Linked DNA regions of Oryza sativa: region 2 is linked to region 1. The links are chromatin contacts, called in public HiCAR-type maps. All regions are on one chromosome and are shown on one strand. Each heading gives the region's core, a stretch centred on a gene start, on an enhancer-like site or on the middle of the called end of the contact. The rest is flanking DNA. Distances are from core to core; before and after follow the strand shown.

The links. HiCAR-type assays count read pairs that join an accessible place to other places.
Region 2: a HiCAR-type map of leaf shows a contact between it and region 1, with 3 times the contacts expected there. The contact joins the promoter of LOC4352196 here to the promoter of LOC4352186 in region 1. A contact is called at or near these places in 4 of 15 Hi-C or Micro-C datasets (leaf, leaf mesophyll and an unstated tissue) and 1 of 4 datasets of contacts at active chromatin or transcription factors (leaf).

The regions. Positions count from the first base shown.
Region 1 is chr12:16,956,940-16,959,512 of ASM3414082v1, forward strand. LOC4352186 (mediator of RNA polymerase II transcription subunit 15) reads right to left here and starts at 1,305. Exons shown (of 2, transcript XM_015764888.3): 1 at 720-1,305. The coding sequence starts at 1,225.
Region 2 is chr12:17,179,160-17,181,732 of ASM3414082v1, forward strand. LOC4352196 (disease resistance protein RGA5-like) reads right to left here and starts at 1,300. Exons shown (of 4, transcript XM_015762800.3): 1 at 1,011-1,300; 2 at 44-888. The coding sequence starts at 753.

The sequences.
Region 1 (2,573 bases), core at 55-2,554:
CAGGGAAAAGAAGTTAAGAATGACTAAAACAGTTAAAAATCTTATGTGGGTTAAGAATAACTGGAGTTAAAACATCTAAGATAACAATCTGCTAAGATAAAGCAATCCATACAATCACTCAAGTTACTACACGAAGAAACCAGCTTGCAATTACTGGTTAGTATATGACCAAAAGCTAAAAGTATGTCACCTTAAATAAACAAAATCCCCATCAATAGAAAATAACCAGAGGCACATATGCCGAAAAGCATGTCACCTGCAATTCGTGCTAAACTGGTCCTAAATTGGACCACGAGTTTCACTCATGAACCACATACAGCATTAACAATCTGCTCTGTGGAAAAGAAAAGACATACAGGCCAAAATGTTGTCCTGATCCTCCAATCCCCTAATGCCCCTACTATTCACCTTTTGGGAGAATTTTGTCTGATTTGTTTAACAAGGAATGAAGATTAATGTTAAAATTTCTAAGACGCTCCCAAATTCTAATAATCGAAACCCAAAAAATGGGAAACGATCCGGGCAAGCCTCGAGCCCGAATTGGCAACAAATTCATCCGGAACGCGTAGCCTAAATCAGTATACAGTTAAAAATTTAAAGCACCCCAATTTCAGCTGACGCAGCGAAATCAAATGGATGAGGATTACCAGCAAAATCGTGGATAATAACGTATATAAGAAAAAAAAAAGATGCAGAGAAATTTGGTGCGATTCCCCCACCTGTTGACGGCGTCCTCGAGGGACTGGAAGGGCGTCTTGATGTCGGGGTTGCACACCCGCATCGCGTCCTGCAGCGCCATCTCCACCTCGGGGCTCCGCACCCTCGCCGCAGCCGCCGCCATCGCCGCCGCCTGCTGCTGCTGCTGCTGCTGGGGGGACGCCTGCGACTGCGACGGCGACGGGGCCCCGGAGTGCGGCTGCTGCTGCTGCGGTTGCGGCTGTGGCGGAGGCTGAGGCGGCTGCGGCTGCGGCTGCGGGGGCTGCTGGAAGCGGATGGGGCCGAGCGGGCGGAGGTGGGCGTCGATGTTGGAGGGGAAGCGGGACATGGCCTGCTGCGACAGCTGCTGCGGCGTCGGGGCGTGGCCCTGCGACTGCGACTGCGCCTGGGCCTGCTGCATGAGGAAGATCTGGCGCTGAAGCTGCTGGTGCTGCGCCGCGGCGGCCGCGGCTGCGGCGGCGGCGGAGGAGGAGGAGGAAGTCGGGGTGGGGTTCGCGGCGTCGTCCATGGCGGGGGAGCAGCGAGGAGTGAGATCTGTGGGGGAAACGGTGGTGGAGCTTCAGTTTCGGGCAAAATCCGTTACACTGCACTGTAACACGCGTACGTTTTGGGAGAAAACTGTATGGATCCGAACGGAAACGGGAGGTTTTGCTGGATTTTTCACAATTTGGTCTTTTTGAAAAACTTATTTCGTAAATAGACTTCTAAAAAAACTTATCCTAAAAATGATTCTTTTTGTGGTGCCAGCCACTCTGGCGCCGTCCTTGTGCTGACGTGGCAGGGCGGTGATGAGGTGGCAGGGGGAGGGCATCAGTGTGGCTGGCGCCGCCCCCCTCCCCGGCGCCATTTTTTTTCTCTTCTCCTCTATAGCGTAGAGGAGAGAGATGTCCAACATTTTTATTTTTATTTTTTTCACACTTATGAGCACACAAGAACCAACCATAAAAAAAATAAACTCGAATAAATGAAATATGTGACTTGTAGAATTTTCTAAATTTCTACCGAAAATAGGTGTCATTCGGGTGTCATTTCTTAAAATAGGCATAACTTTCTCATACAGACTCGAAATTAGGCAAATAATTAGAAAATGGCGCGGCAGTTGGCGCGTTTATTACTTTTATAACGTGTATATAACACTTATGACTTATTTAGAACATATATTTATTAGTTTTCTAGTTTTTCTACAATTTTCAATTTTGTCAATTTTATTTGTTTTTAAAACTCATGGAAAATAGATTGTACATATTTTATGGTTTATTTAGAACACAATAATTTTACACAATTGTCAGAACGGCTAGTTCAATTCTCGTAAAATTTATTTAGGATAGAGAGTTTAGTTTTGTACTAACTTATCGAAGATTAAAATATTTCCAAATATCATAAGGAAATTTGATGTATTTTTGTAAAAAAAAATCACAAATCTGAATATTTTTTCCTTTACATAATATTTAGTGTATATCTCTATCTCTAGAGGGGGTATGTGGAAACATCATAATTTACCCAATAGAGTTTCATATGCACACGACATAGCAAAATTTAGTTTGATATATGCACATGAATTACATAACAAAATTACTTGTCCAACTTATAAAAAAAATAGCCTACTTATTAATAAGTTTTATCTTAGGGCCATTTATAAATACTCCAAACTGAGGGCTTATTTGTAAATTTAAATTTTTTGAGATGAAAAAGTTCAGCAAAATTGTTTTGGTAGAACTGGACATTTTTCTTTATCGTCTGCATAATTTTTACCCAGGGTGTGTAAAAATCATAATTTACCCATTAGAGGAGCGTACGCATATCATTTAGCACAATTTTAGTTTGATATATGTACATGAATTATATAGAAAATTTTA
Region 2 (2,573 bases), core at 50-2,549, 220 kb after region 1:
GAACGTCACATCAAAGACAAACTATATACAGACTTAGGCATACCTCTTGTTAGCAAGGTGTTCTCTGAGAGTGTCAATGAGCTTTTGATTATCATCTGGAAATTTTGTGAACTCCGAGGGTGTCAATGAGCTCTTGATTATAATCTCTTTTTTTTGAACTTCTAAAAGTAGATTTTTCAGAAGCTTCAACACGTCGGGATTTTTGGACACTGACAAGAATGATGTGCAATTAAACTTGTCCTTCACTTGCTTGTACACTTGGTTAGCAAGAGTTGTCTTGCCAAGGCCTCCAAAGCCAACGATAGATACAACTTTGAGTTGTTGGGTTGGACCACTCTGTCCTTCTTCCGTGAGCCACCGGGAAATTTCTTCCCGTGGACCATCAATGCCTACAAGATTTTTAGCCGCTTCATACAGCGCAGGCAGCCGAGGATCGATTTCCACCACCTTAGGACAAGAGGTCGTAGCCTCACCTAGACCGATATACCTGCTACGGCGTTGAGCCACCTCCATGACACGGGCCTTGAGTTCTTGGATCTTGTTTGCGATCTGATACCGAACGCGCAGCTTCCTGATCTTTCGTGCAGTCTTCTGGAGCAACCCATCCTTGTTATGGCCATCACCAAGATGATACATGAACACATCAATGCAGTCCTCAATGTCATACGCCATCTCGCGGACATTGTCCCTCCACAGCTTCTGCTGGCCATCCAGCCGCTCCATATCTGCAAGCTTCTCCAGCACAACATTCATTTCGGCCAACTAAGACCTGAGGAACTCGATGTCCTTGCGCACTCCCTTGAGTTTGTAGCACTTGTCACCGAGCAGCGTGGCTAGCTTGGTGAGGAGAGGCGCCATCACCCCCATGGAAGCGCTCACCGCCTCCATCTGAAGCAGCATGCATCATGACCATATTACCGGAGTAATTTATTGGTTTGGGGTGAAATTGATCTCAAAAGAAAAACGAGAATAATAACAAAATGAAAAAAAAGGTAGGCGAAGAAACGCACTGGGGAGATAGGTAGGCGTTCGTCGAGAGGAAAACGACGGGTCGAGGTACCGGCCGGCTGCCGTCGTCGCCGCCGCCAAATCGCACCCGACCCGAGCAACCCGGGCCACTGGCCGGCCGGTGGCTTCGGCTAGCGCCGCGGGCCAGATCCCGCCCCGCGCCTGCCCGAGCTCTCGCCGCTCCGGCCGCCCGCGGCGCTCGGCGTCTGCAGCCTCAGCCGCAGCGGAGCTCAGTTGCTAGTGCTGCCACCTGGGACGATCGACATTGCGATAGGGAAGTAATCGAGAGACTGTTGGATAGGGAAGCAGTGCGAGGAGATAAGAGCAATGGGGGGTATAGATGGCCATGCGGAGGCCCGGCACGGCACGGCCCAGGCCCGGTCGTGCCTGGGCCGAGGCTTGTCGGGCCGGCACGGCCCGACCGACGCACCGGGCCGTGCCGTGCCAGCCCACGTGCCGCACTCACGGCCCAACACGCCTCGGGCCGTGCCGGGCCGGACCGAAGGCACGATGGGCCGTCGTGCTTTCTTCAGAATAAGTCTAAATTTACTCCCTCCTATTGGGCTGTGACATATGTATAGCTACAAAAAGTCTATTTTACCTCCCTCTTCTTTGGACTGTGGTATATAAATAGCTAAAATAAGTCTATTTAAGGTCCCTATTATTTAGACAGTGACATTTATATGTCTATTTTTAGTCCCTGTACTTTGTGTACCGGGCTTAGCCTGCCGGCCCATCGTGCCGGGCCAGCCCGACCGTGCCGGGCCAGCCTAGCGTGCTGGTGAGGAGGCCCAGGCACGGCCCGACGATCGGGCCGGGCCGGCACGGGCCCGACCCAAGTCGGGCCGTGCCGTGCTTGGGCCGGGCCAAAAAGGCGTGCCATGGGCCGGGCCTTCGGGCCTCGGGCCTTATGGCCAACTATAATGGCGGGGGGTGCTCCTAGCGCGATTTAGCTAGGCCCCCTTTCGGTGTTTTTTTTTCCGCTCTTTCTCTTTATTTTTATTTGTATTTCTTCCTGATTTTGGCGTGGCGTTTTTTTTTCCGCTGTTTCTTTCCTATTTTTTTTCCTTTTGCACACCTCTTTACAAATATAGAATTGAAAGTTTTTAATTTTGACTTGAAAGATTTCAAATTTTGACTTTGAAAGTTTTCAAAATTTGTGTTGAAAGTTTTCAAATCTGGGTTGAAAGTTTTCAAATCTGGGTTGAAATTTTTTAAATTTGGGTTAAAAGTTTTAAATTTGAGTTGAAAGTTTTTCAAATTTCAGATGAAAAGTTGAAATTTTTCAAACTTTGACTTTAAAAAAATCAAATTTCGAGTTGAAAGTTTTTAAATCTTGATTGAAAGTTTTCAAATTTAGGTTAAAAGTTTTCAAATCTGGGTCGAAAATTTTCAGAATTTGACTTCATGTATAAATTTCTTTTCAATCGGTTACTTAAAAAAGAATCTTTGAAAAAAAACAAATCTTATCTTAATTATTTTCATTATGTAAAACTAATGAATTTTTTTATGCACTAAAACCAAAGGAATTAGAGCTAAATGGAAAAAAATCCAAAAAAAAAGAA